Linked DNA regions of Mus musculus: region 1 is linked to region 2. A link is a contact called in public Hi-C data. All regions are on one chromosome and are shown on one strand. Each heading gives the region's core, a stretch centred on a gene start, on an enhancer-like site or on the middle of the called end of the contact. The rest is flanking DNA. Distances are from core to core; before and after follow the strand shown. Region 1 overlaps Ruvbl1 (RuvB-like protein 1). Region 2 overlaps Eefsec (eukaryotic elongation factor, selenocysteine-tRNA-specific).

Region 1 (6,509 bases), core at 489-2,988, 220 kb after region 2:
CAGGCTCCCAAATCTGCTAGACTTGAGTTCTAGTGGGAGCTGGACATCGGGTTGGGAGGATGAGCAATAAGGCAGGGTGGGGCGTGTGAGGAGGTCATGGCCTTCCTGTGCACAACCCACTTGGGGTTAGCCAAACAACTTTAGGGAAAGCTGCCAGTTCTGTGGCCTTTAGGTGTGTTTGTTCCTGTTTTAGATGATGTAACTGAAGCTGGAATGGGGCCAGGGCCTGCTGGGGCCTCACAGTTGGGGAAACAGGTGTAGGGTGGGTTTGGGTGGAAGTCCGAGCTCAGAGCGGGAGCTATTTGCTGGTGCTGACCCTGCCATCCCACATCTAGATAAACTTCGAGGGGAGATCAACAAAGTGGTGAACAAATACATTGACCAGGGTGTGGCCGAGCTGGTCCCTGGAGTGCTTTTTGTCGATGAGGTCCACATGCTGGATATCGAGTGCTTTACCTACCTGCACCGAGCCCTGGAGTCCTCCATCGCCCCCATTGTCATCTTTGCATCCAACCGAGGCAACTGTGTCATCAGGTAGGGCCTCACGCCTGCTCCAAGGCTTCCCACCTTCCTTCTGAACGAGTGTTCTCCTTGGTTCGCATGCCTGCATGCCATGAGGCAGATGGGGAAGAAGCAAGGATGTGTCTTGGGTTGTTCTGATGAGGAAGGTCTTCCCAGGGGTCTTTTGGGCTATGGAGTGTGCGAAGTAATGGTCGCATAGGGGCTGGTCTTTAGTGGGATGTCATGAGCTAGCTAACTTCCTGTCTCCTGCAGAGGGATAGGTATTGCTAGCTTCACTTCAGGTGAGGGAACTGAATGGTGTAACTCTTCCCACCCCAGACCTTTCTTGAGAGGTTCAGTAGAGCCCTGGAGAGTGGGTCTTCGTACAGTCTCTCCTGTGTTAATACAGCCCCAATGCTGGGGTGGAGGGGTTTTCCAGACTCACTTTTTCCTAAGTACTCTGAGCCTGAGCTGCAGAGAATGTACCAGCTTTTGTCTGAGGCCCATGTCAGGTTCTCATGTGCGGTTTTAGTGCCCTAGAGGTTTTCTGTGGTCCTGTGGGACAGTCAGGGCTGGTCTCTGCAGTGCTGGGATGTAAAGGGCTTCTTTTCAAGCCCACAGCTGTTCCAAGAGACAGTGCCCTGGGGCTGTGTGATCTTGACAGTGGTCACTGGAGACACTATGGTCCTATGGCCCTCGAGTATTCAGGACAGCCGAAGCCACCCAGACTGCTGGCTTGCCTGTCCATGATGGTGGACCATATAGAATGCCACTGGCCCTTGCTGGAGAAACTTAGTCTACACACTGAGATTGTCCACACCGGGTGCTGGTGGCCCTGGGGAGTAAGTAGTCTGGTATTTGCTGTGAGCGTAGTGCATTACAACAGCAGCCACCCTCAGTTGTGTCCCCTATGCACTCTAGTTGGGATATGTTTATGGTTCAAGTGTAGATGGTGGCATTGTGTGTTCTGGCACCCCGTGATGCCATCTGGATAGGAACATATCACAGGTGTGTCCTGTAGTCTTGGGGAAGCTGCTGTGCCAGGTCCAGGCCGGCTGCTGGGGAGACTCAGGGCCCCCAGTCAGCGTCTATAGACTCCATGTGGGCCTGGCTCCGGAAGCCTGGCACCTGTGGCTCTGCTGGACACTTGCTTTCTTGCACAGCTTCATCTGGGCTCAGTATGGACACATGGTGCCCCCTGCTGGGAGCTCTGCCAACAGAGCTAACTGAAACCAGCGGGTGCCAACAGAGGCTGGCAGCTCTTGGACCCCGTTGCCAGGGCTTTCTCAAGAGGAAGGAGCCCTTGATCCCAGCCTGCTTGTGAGAACCAAGCTCTAGCCAGCTGCATGAACTCTACAGAGTGGGTTGGTGCTGAGTACCAGCTCCGTCGTGCTGACATCATCCGCAGGAGACCCACCACACTGCTGCTCCCATTGACTTGGGCAAGCAGGGCCTGGGCTCTCACCACGTAGGCATGTGGCTTGGATTTGGGTGAAGACTGAGCTCCAGAGTACACTAGTGTGGTTAGGATGCTAAAAGTCAGAACTTTAGGAATATCTACACAGTGTGACAATCTGTAACAAGTCGTCATAGCCTTCTCCCTGGAGGAGCTGCCAACCTCTTGCACCATCAGCATTATATCTGACATGTTGAGGGCTTGCTCCTTGTCAGGGTTCTAAAGTCTGTATGAGCCCCTATGGAGTGGTGTCAGGACACCCTGCCACCCAAGGACAGATGAGGCTGTCTCCCGGTGGTAGACTGCAAGCCGCAAGGGCTGCCACTTAGCTTGCTGGAAAGCCCACATGATGCCCTCAACCCAGCTGGGCAGTGAGTAGGTATAAAGTGTTGCATGGCATGGTGCAGAGCTGGCCTCAGGGGACACTAGGCTCCCTAGGTTGACCTTAGACGTCTAATCTTCCTGCTTTTCAACTTGTGGGGTTACAGATGTGCCCAGTTTCTGTTTTGCTTGTTTGCCTTTACTCTTGAGTAGTAAATTATTATGTACATCAATAATGTTTGAACATTACATGAATGTATTTGAGTATTTTCTACTATTCTTTGGGTAGTCTTAATCAATTTTTTTGGCAGTCTTTTGACACAGTTTAAAATTTTTATTCAAAACTCTTAATCTTTAGGGTAGGAGTTCAGCTCAGTGGAGCACTTACCTTGCATGTATAAGTCCTTGGTCTTCAGCCCCTGCCCCCAGGAACAAATTCCAGGCTACTTTGAAGTGCAGTCTGCCTGCTTTGTGCTTTGTTCTTACATAAGGAGCACTGTCTAACCTGAGACCACAGGCACATGCCTTTGTTTTCTCCCAAGAATTTATAATTCGGCTCTGGGTTTGTAAGTCAATTGGGATTAATTTTGAGCATGGTCAAAGAAGGGCCGATTCTACATCTAGACATAGATATAGATGTCCAGCTGTCATAGAGCCATTTGTTGAGATGACTGTCCTTGCATGCATTTGTATGCACCACATATGTGTGTACAAGTGCCATGGAGGTCAGAGGATGTTGGATCCCCTGGGACAGTTACAGGAGGTTGTGAGTCCCTGGTAGTGGTGCTGGAAACCTAACTTGGGTCCTCTGGAAGAGCAGTAGGATCTTTTACTTAGCGAGCCTCTCCTCAGCCCAGAATGACCATTTTTCTTACCAAGTTGCATTGCAGCCAAGCATACGGCTGCCCTTTAGAAATGTCTCATTGTGTCTACTGGGCCAGCCAGGCTCAGGCACGTGTCAGGGAACTGCCCATTAAATTGCCCAGGTGTTTACCACATTCTTAGTTGTCTCTGTCATTATGGATTACAGAGAGTAGCAGGCACTGATCCTCCATCAAGTGCATTGTTACCTGTGAACATTTGGTGATATCTGTAGACGGTTTTATTTCTCATGACTCAATGCTGTGGGTGTCACACAGCATCTCACAGTGCATACGACAGCCTCTGACAGAACATGAGGGGTCTAGGAGTCAACAGTGGCCCAGTACAAGAGCCCAGAGTTTCCAATGGAAGAGTGTTAAAGAGGGGGTGCGTCACTTGCTCAAGCACAAGCTATGTTTCCAGAGGCCCTGCCTTATCTCTGCAGAGGCGCCATACTTAAGCTCAAGGAGCATTGCCCTGTGGGCTCACACCCCGGACTGTCTGCCTGGAAGCCCACTATCCAAAATCCATTCCTTAACAAATCTGTGATAAGGTGTGGCCCCTCCGTTCCTTGGTCGGGGGTTGGGGTAGGGGGAGCTGCCACTGAGCAGGGTCTCTGCGCTTTGCTCATCTCGGATGGGATTCTGTAAATTGTTGCCCATGACCGTGTTTTCCAGAAGCATCTTTATGCTTGAGACTCAGCCTGGATGACTAAGTCGTGCTTGGCAGCCCTTAGTAACTGAGTGGGCTGTTGGTTTACATTTTAGCTTTATGAACTCATCTATAAGAAAGCTCGTTACCCCATCTGTGTAAGTTCTGTTCTTTTGGGGCTGGGGACTTCATTTCTCACATAGATTTCCAGTGAATTTCTTGTGTTTTTTTATCATGTTTAAATCAAAGACTGTGGAAATTTGACTATTTTTGGTTTTAGGCTACTTCAACATGGCAGATTTCAGATATTAAGATGTCCTCAGAATTCTGGCCTTCCCCACTACCCACAATAAACTTTAAGAAGAGTTGAAAGGGTATTCAGTAACAAAAATTTAAACATCATTTTTAAACTTTTTTTTTTTAAAGAAGATGGTAGCTATTCTAAGTACTGTGATTTGAATCCTGATAAAACTTGTCATGTTACAATTCTCTCTTATTATTCTTGTATAGCTTAATGGTAACCTTGAACTCCTGCTCCTCCTGAGGCGCGGTAGTAGCACAGGCTTGTTCTTCATGGCCGGTCTCGTGCTGTGCTGAGGATCAGGCCTAGAGTGCCATGCTTGTTAGGCAAGCACTCTGCTGAGCAGCCCAGTCCTAACATTTACCGTTTGACCCGTTTCCAACTGTAAAACTCATTGACATACGACACAACCATCAGTGCTATCTATAGTTCCAAGCTTTTTAAAGGATATATTCTTTTTTTTATATATATACCTTATGTGTATAAAGATACATGTGTGCATGTCTGTGCACCACATGCATGCATGAGCCTGTGGAGGCCAGAAGAAGGCATTAGACCCCCTGAAGTTGGAGTTATGGTCAGCTGTGAGCCACCACGTGGGTGCTAGGAAAACCAAATCACAGGGCCTCTTCAGGAGCAGTGACACAGAGCTTACACAGAGCCCTCGACACAGAGTTGTCCTCCAGCGCCTGTTTCCAGAACCTTTTCCTCACCTCAAAACCAAGACTGCTGTGGCCCCGATTAGCATCCAGTCCCATCCTCCCTGCTCAGGCTGCATCGCCTCTGACTACCTTCTGTGCACGGCCACTTTGTTTTCCTGGCATGCAGTCTGATACCCATTGGCCTCTGTGTCTGGTTGTTTACTACCGTGTTTCAAGTTTATCCTGCCATACAATTTACTTTCACTTAATTTTATAATAAATATACACTGATACTCACCTGTATGGAAAGAATTTAAAAATTGATTATTTATTTATTTATTTATTTATTTTTTGCTTGCTTGAATCTTTTTTCTTCTCCCTTTTTTGTCAGTGTGCACACGCTCACGCCCACGGCACTGCACACATGTGGGGGTCTCTGAATTGAACTCAGACTATTGGGCTTTAAGCACCTTTGCCTGCTGGACCATGTCGCCAGCCCTGAAACCAAATATTTTGATATTAACAACTAAATTGAAATGGCATGCCTCGCTCTCTGTTATTCTAATCAGTTGTGTTATTTCTTGCAGTTGTGATGGCTGTTAGGGAGACTGATGGCCGCCTGGGTCAGGATGGCTTGATGCAGAGCCCCACAGTTGCTCAGCGTCCCGTGCTGTGGCTGGGCTGGCTGTAGGGCACCAGCGTCTGCCCAGCATATGTCCCGTCAGGCGGCTGGCACAGGCTGGCAGGTTGGCAGGCTTCCTCTCCTGGCTGTTGACTAGGGCTTGGCTAAAGGTTGAAAAGAAAAACAAAGGATGTAATTGGACAATTCTCAGGAAGAAAAGCATGGATGTGAGGGGAAACATTTGTGCCTCATTAGTAAGCAAGGAAATGCAACTCAATCAAGGTGTTCCCTTTTCTTTTTCTAAATTATTAAAGCAGCAAATATTTAGGAATTAAAATGTTCGGTGCTGCCTGTGGTGCTGAGACCAGGCCCCTCACGTAGCTGTGCAGGTTGGCACAGTCATCCACGCAGTAGATCTCTGGGATGCTCAAGCCTGGTGATCATTTCAGAGGAGGCAATTCATGAATGTGTGCTGTCAAGTGGAAATTAGGTCTGGCTATTAAGACTAAAGCAACAGACAAAACAGAAAAATGTATACATTAGCGGTATAATTATAAAATACTCTTTGAAGGTTTAGCAAATAGATGGGTCTGTTTGATTTTGGATTTGGTTTCGGTGTGTTCCCTTCCCGAACTGGGATAATAAAGCTGTTGCCCAGGGCCACCTGGCTCTGATACTCAGGGATGCTAGCTACCTACTTGTACTGTGAGTGCCTCCACTCATGTGTCTGTTGTCCAAGATGTAAGCATTTTTTGGGTGATGGGAGTGATTTTGGCCCTTGCAGGGGCACTGAGGACATCACTTCTCCACACGGCATCCCGTTGGATCTGCTAGACAGGGTGATGATCATCAGGACCATGCTATACACGCCACAGGAGATGAAGCAGGTAAGCCCGGAATCTCATGCTCTCCCCCCCCTTTCTACCCGCTTCTGACCACTTGGCTAGCCTAGGCCTTGCTCTGCTCACTCTTCTGAGCAAATCCCAGTGTCCTTGAGGCTCTGACAGATGGGTTCTTCTGAGTGGACATTCTTAGATGGTTAGATTAGAGCCCATGGTCTTGCCCAGCTATTTCTGGTGAGCTTGAGGAAAGGGAGGAAAGAAAACATGGGCTTAGTGGTCACCAGATGCCCTCAGCCTGAAGAAAGGAGCAAGG
Region 2 (7,012 bases), core at 1,602-4,101:
TCCTGGGATCAAGGCCCTGAACTTTCCTCTGAGACTTCAGCAAGGCCATATTAGTCCTTTCAGCTTGCCTGGAACCAGCAGAAGGGTTCCTGAGTATGGTTCTGTTCCAGACAGCCTCTAAACCCACAGAGGCTGGGGGTGAGGAGCATAGCTTCTGACTGCAGCAGCAGATGAGGAAGGGGGAGTCCTGGAAAACAGGAGCTCTTCCAACTCTGCTGGCCATATCCACCCAGACTTGGAGCCCTTTGGGGCGAGGATAAGGAGGGAGTCCCAGATCTATCTGTCCCCTCCCCTCAGGCTCAATCAGAGTTGCCAGGTGGGGATGCCCACACCTTTTAGGCAGTGGGCCATGGTGTTGGATGGACGGGGTGAGAGGGCAGTGGGGCAGCATGGGCACAGAGCTGAGGTGTGTTGGGAGTGGGATAGAACCATGACCAAGCTAAGTGGGGTGGGTAGGTAGTAAGAATGAAAAAGGGAGAGAGATGAGTGGTCTCTGCAGGGCAGGGTTGCAAGAAGTGTGCTGGTGGCTGAATACCTCCTATTTAATGGGTCCATGGGATGTTAATCTCATGTCACTTCTGATACTGCCATTCCAGCATCCCCTCACATGTCCTCTTACCTAGCCAGTGCCACATGGGTATCCCACAGGTGAGCCACTACCCAGGCAGGTAAGGGCTCACAGCTATGGTCCAGGGCTGTGCTTATGAAGTGCCCACTGCAGCCTGGTGCTCAAGGCAGGCCAGATCCTTTACTGCTTTACTGTCACCAGGGAGGTCTAGGCTTCAGGACATCTCTACAGAGACTTTTGGGAATTAGGCTTCTACACTCTGGGTCACCATGGGGAAATGTTGTTTGGCTGCATCTGAGGGCTGCTGGGTGTCCCCATGTGGGGAAAGTTGTTTTGAAATTAGCTAAGTGCTACCTAGAGGGACCTTGAAGGAAGACCATCTTACTGGCCACAGAAAGCTTAGTTAGTGCCCCACTGTCAACAGATCTCTGGGCCAGTCAGAGAAAATGCTCACTGCATGGTGACTATGTTCCAGACAGTCATACCTTAACTGCAGCCACTTCTAGACCATTCATATGCCAGGAAACTGAGGGCCAGAGACACTCAGGAAGTTGCCCAGGACCACAGGGTGGACTTCCTCATTTAGATCAATGCCTTCAACACTTTGTACACCTCTTCCACCTTCCCTTCCTTGTGCTTAGGGGCAGTGCTGGCTATGGTGTGGTCTGCTCCAATCTACAGGTTCTGAGGACCTATATTTTCCTGGTAAGTGGGAAAGATTAAGGAAAGGCAGCCCTAATGCCGGAGGGGTTGAGGGCAGGGTCCTGATGGCTTCCCAAGAAGTATTTTCCCCCACCACTCAGGAAGGCAGAATTTTAATGCTCTCACCCTCCACATGTACACTCTTTAACATAAGTTAATCTTCAATTAAAATACCTAGAGCAGAAATTACGATAACTGGTTTAAAAGGTAGAGCTATTGACAATAAAAGTCATCTTCATATTACCTTCATATTGCTTTTTCTTTTTCTTTTTTAAAAAAAATCCACATATTAAAAACGTCATTTTTATGACTTGGGGGAAAAAGCCATAGAGAATAATGAGACTGAACAAAGGCTCAGGAGCAGTCATTTTCCAGGGCCCATATGTGGCATCCTGATTACTGTATCAGCTCTGCTGCCAGAGCAGAGGGAAAAACAAGCCCAGGTGACCGATATACTGTCCTCTGTGGCTGGCAGATGAAGGGCAGGGGTGGCATGGCAGCATGGTCCACATCTATGCTCCTGAAGCTGCGGGCTGACAGCTTATCCCTCATCGCCATTTGCCTGCCACCCAGGGTGTCTAATCACACAGTCAATGCTCTGTGTAAGATGATTGGCTATACCTGTGTAGCCTCTAGGGAGTATCTCAGACCTGGCTGTGGCTTGAAGTGGTATGTCTCATTGGGACACTGACACTCCAGCCTGCTTTCCTGCCATAACTGCCAAGGCTAGGTGCAACTTTAATTTTTTTCAAACCTTATTTTTAATGATGGTTCTTAAACGCTTTAACCTCCCTTGTAGCCTACCACCCACAAGAGGTAGTGGAAAAGAAAGGACATGGGGGAAGGGGACCTGTTTAGAAAGGTTCTTTAGAGTAACTCTTGTCTGTGTTGTCTGGAAACCAGCAGTTCAGTTCATAGGTTGGCAGTGGCAGCTCGATCCACTCACAAACACTTCATGGATACATTAGCAGTCCAGTTCTGTAGAGTCGGGTTAGCAACAGTGGTGATATGACCTAGCAGAGAGAGTTAGGCCTCAGCCTCGGCTCCAGTCAGCAGGAGGGACCCAGAGGAACACCAGGAAAAGTTCTCAGCTGTGCCTTTCTTAGGGAATCGAAGATCGCAAAGATGTGAGACCCATAAGCATTGTATAGCTAGCTGTACCTGCAAGCCAAGCTCTGTCTCCATCACTCCGTGGAGTCCTATTTACACCCTCCAAACATCATGTGTCCTCCACGTGCCTCGCCTCAGCACAGGTCTTGCCTCAGCACATGCATCCAATCAGCCTGAGTCCATAGAGTCCTGACAAATGCAGCTCAACTATGCAGTGTAAATTGGACTGATACACGGTGTAGTATTAGCAAAGAATCCTTCATCATATGTCCTTTCACATGTTTGCTTTAACAGAACATCCTCCTGCCTGTGTCTGCTTCAGTGAAATGTTCCTTCATGAGTCTGCCTTAGTCTTTCACCTCTGTTCATTCTGGGAAAACACTCTTTCATGTGTTTGCCCTGGCAACACACCTTCCAACATAACTGACTCTCCAAAGAACCCTTCAGTTTCCACTTCAGCTAGGTCTCCTCGTACTGAGAGCACATGGGTCCTTGTTCCCAAAGCAGGTCTGGAGGGCAGTACCCCTCAGTGACCATGCCTTGGTTCTTCTCCCCAAATGGCCCGTGTGTTCCAACCTCTTGCCTTCACAGCAGCTATCTCGACCTCTTATAGAACCATGCAGCATAGTGGCTGATGGTCTAAAGTGGCTCTTGTCTACTGACATGTGACATTTTCCAAAATACCACACTGTGCTCTGACCCAGCTGAGGTTTGTCCTTATGGCTCCAAGTTGTGGTTCATCACAGCTAGTGGAGTTACTCACATATATGGAGGCCCTCAGGCAGGCCTCTGATGTGGAATACTTCTCACATTTGGGCCTTTCTAGAAGCTCTTGGGAGCTTAAGGGCCACAGATGGTTGGGCTCCTCACTGGGGACCTAATGTGTGCTCTGTGGCATCTTGGTTCCAGTCTAGCACAGCACCAAAACAACAGCCATTGTCAAGATCTGGATTCCAGTCTGGACCTTCGAAGCCTGGCCAGTGCTATGAGAAGGCTATTTTTGAAGGGACGTAGGATCATCTCTGGGATCAGTTACAGAGCCTGAGGGACAGCGTGCTGTGCTGGCAAGGTCCTGGAGAACAAAGACAGCTCTGCCTCCACTAGCAAGCAATGCCTCTCCTTTCTACCCAGTGCCGCGTAGTTAGGGCTAGTGAGGGGCCAGAGGAATCAGGACAGGAACCAGTGTGCTCTGAAGGAGATGGGTCTATCACTTCCTGTCCAACTTCATTCCCTATCATGCAGTGTACACACAGAGAGAGAGAGAGGCATTTTCCTCTGATATCTTGTTACCATGGATGGTAATTGGTGTACTAGGGTAAGGTTAGACAGGAGAACATTGTGGCCTGGGCACTTGCCTGCCTCCCACCGTAAGGGAGTGGGGTGAGAGGGTGGCTCTTGTCATGGGACATGGCTTCCTCTACTGATAAAATGTGCCACCTCTGCTGAAGCCCTTGTTTTAGTGGTCAGGCTTGTCCCTCCAGTTCCCAGGACACAGTGGTTAGAAGTGGAGCCATAGACAGGCTCCTCAGATAAAGTGCTCCTGTCGCTGCCTCTGCCTCCCATATGCTGTATGATGCCTTCTGGCTCAGAGTGACTCCTCTAGGTCTGCTGTGTGCAATGTGGCCCCCTTAACTCAATGATTCTCTAAATTCAAAGAGCACTACCTTCACTATAACCTTGGATTGTCAGGACAGTATGGGTTATTAGGAGTCATATGCTACCACATACTAGGGTACACACAAAGAAAGGGGTGTTTGGAGCCTGTGACCTTTAACCTCAGATTTCTTGGCCTTGAGGTCCAAACCCAGGAAACCAGATCCTTACTAGTGCTTACTGAAGAGCACAACAGCGACTTACCAGTTGCTTGCACCATCTTCCGTGATCTGGGCATGAGGACTGGGATACTGAGGGACGTGGGGTAGAGGCATGGCACACAGAAACAATACAAATCTCTCTCTCTCTTCTGTGACAGCCCTGTCAGAAGTCATTGCAGCCTACTAGTTGCTATAATCTGAGGATATTGCCCAGCAGCTGCACAGCCTGCTCTCAATAAATATATGTTTGTGTCCTCTTGGCTCAGGTCTCTGGCAGGGACCTTGTATGTCCTATGCTGGTGTCCCTTGGCTCCGCTAGTACAGAGTACTGTCTACCTCTCTGTGGGTTCTGAAGAACAACTTGGCTTGGCTGTGTCAGCCCCAGCCCTGCACTAGAAGTCTGCTTCCTGCTCTTGCAGGAAGTGGAACACAGGCCCACTCCTGACCACATCATGAAGACAGCAGGATTAATGCAATATCCCCATTAAGTCAGGATATCCATAAAATAACTGTGTCCAATGAAAACCAAAACCCCTGTATCTGGACCATCTTTTTACACACACACACACACACACACACACACACACACACACACACACACACACACACACACCATGATGTCAGGCTGTCTAACAGTGTGGTGTTAGAGACAGCTAGGGTTGCTCCCTGGTGCTCAGGGTGGGTATCCTTAGGCATGCTCCTTCTCCAGTCCCATCTGTAAACTGAAGAAAAGGGTTCCATGGCAAGCAGTGGCTAGTCTATCAGGGACTCGTGGCCAGTGCTATGCCCAAATGACATATACTATCTGTGGCCCTGTCTCCCAGACTCTGCCATTAACAGCACAGTAAACTGAGGAGAAATCAGAACTTGTCTCAGCAAATGCTATCAGGGCCCTCAGTAGGGAGAACTGTACCCAGCTTTTAACCTACAGTGCAGTTTTTACTCACTCTGAGTTCTGCTTTTCTTTTACAAGGAAAACCAGACCGATGAGAAGAGCCAGAACAGGGCTCTAAGTACTACGGCCTGCATATTTGTTAAGACTTCCACGGCTCCCCTAGGCAGCTCCAGCATTGGTGGGAAAGCAGGGGGCCCGGAGAGCTCCTTTGAAGGCCTATACCTTATTGCTCTGTGACACACTACAAGGCAGTCTGTATGGGCAGTGGTAAGCAGAGCTTACACAAGCTGGCTGTGGTGCTACCTATCCCTGCATGCACTGTGCCTGATGCCAGGGTTCCAACATAGTTGCCCACATATTCAAGGAAGAAGTGGGCTCTGGTGTCCAAGGGTCAGGAGGGAACATGTCAATTTTGACCAGGGAACCCTGCGTCTCGAAACTCTGAATTATGTTTGCCAGGATGGATGTCAAGGTGTGGCTGGCTTGTTGCATCTTTCTTTAACTTGAGACAAGCTATGGTCTCTCATCACCCACCATACTCCTAGCTCACATATCTACTTTGTAGCAGCACTGTTTTGCAATGTCCCTTGCAGTTCCCTCTATTCTTCGAGAAAGCTTTCTTCAGATCAATTCACTTCCCAGAGCATTGTGTGTTACTGTTCTTGGAAACCTGGCCTTTTGTAAAAAAGAGCACATCCAGTGACATAAATGGGCCACTGTGATGCTGTGTGTCTGAGTGCCATGAGAGGTCTGGGATGCTGCTAGCAGCACCAGTAGCCTATTAGGGACGTCTGTCTGCTCCTCCACAGCACCAGCCCACTCAGGCCTATCTGGTACTATTCTGCCTGCAATGCCATAGGCTCAGCCTCCTCTGCCCGTGTGGGTAAGCAACAGGAGTTTGCAAGGATGCAAGTTTGCAAGCCATGGCTGGCTCTGGGAGGTCTGTATTGCCCAAGCCGCCTGGGAAGTGGGAATGAGGCTCGGAAGTTCTCAAGGTGACTGTGTACAAGAAACCAGTGTGGCCCTGACTGGTTATGCCTGTGCATGTGGAGCTGTCCCACGAGTCTGGGTGCCCTGTACTCTATAGATACAGGCATATTTGGCTATCACAGGCCAACCTTGGCCCCTGGGTACGTACACTTTATAAATAGTGAGCCTACATTCCCATGGCAACACCTGGTCTCTGCTTTCTATGGTGGCCCCAGAAAAGCAACTTTCCTGTACTCCTTGCTTGCCTGGTGGCCATCTCAGTTATCTACAGCGCTACAGGTATTGTGACAGGGACAACCTCCCTTGAGTCAGTTGAGTGATGGTACCTCTGGAGTCTATAGGCATCCTGACTGCCAGTTATACTCTGGGTGACCATCTGGGGCCTTAGAGCAGGGGCAGGATGAGGCAGGGATAGGAACAGCAGGCCCATTCCTGGTACCTTTTCTTGCTGTGGGCTGTGGGTCAGGAGGGAGCATAGTAGCTGGGCAGGGTGCTATTCTCCCCAGCCAAGCAGATGCCTTGGCCAGCCCTTGTGCCACTGACCCATAGCTACCCTTTGTGATATGTGGCAATGCCTGCTTTTTGGTGGGCAGAGGAAGAAGTCAGTGAGGAAATCTTCAGGGCATCTGGCCCAGCAGACGGTCGGGAAGCAGCAGATGAATGAGAAAGCTGGTGCCATGCTCGTGAACCCTCCTCATCCTCAGCTGCATTCATGCCTTGTGTATGCTGGGGACAGGGGACAGGCGAGGATGAGCCCTGCTTGTGACACAAGACTGCTGAAGGACTTGGCAATACCATAGGCACTGTGGTGGAGTCTAAATGCCTCTCTGCCCCACTTTGTTCACCATCTCTCGTTCACTACTCCATTCTCTTTAAGTGTGAATACCCCAATCACCTCTGAACCAGAGCCAAGTTCTTCAGTGGGCCATTGTC

Evidence for each region. A called contact is a pair of places that touch in the nucleus more often than the background predicts.
Region 1: a Hi-C map of nephron progenitors shows a contact between it and region 2, with 3 times the contacts expected there. The contact joins two enhancer-like sites. A contact is called at or near these places in 8 of 484 Hi-C or Micro-C datasets (the C10 cell line, bone marrow-derived macrophages, double positive thymocytes and 4 more).

What each region holds. Positions count from the first base shown.
Region 1 is chr6:88,485,378-88,491,886 of GRCm38.p6, forward strand. Ruvbl1 (RuvB-like protein 1) reads left to right here. Exons shown (of 11, transcript NM_019685.3): 8 at 336-534; 9 at 6,139-6,241. Gm46965 reads left to right here and starts at 6,248. Exons shown (of 2, transcript XM_017321866.1): 1 at 6,248-6,509. Within about 2 kb of position 1,739, at least 21 of the 459 cell types and tissues checked have an H3K27ac peak or open chromatin away from gene starts, as enhancers often do.
Region 2 is chr6:88,264,435-88,271,446 of GRCm38.p6, forward strand. The region is part of intron 6 of Eefsec (eukaryotic elongation factor, selenocysteine-tRNA-specific); the gene reads right to left. Among named protein-coding and RNA genes, the nearest start is that of Dnajb8, 46 kb to the left of the region's middle. Within about 2 kb of position 2,852, at least 6 of the 459 cell types and tissues checked have an H3K27ac peak or open chromatin away from gene starts, as enhancers often do.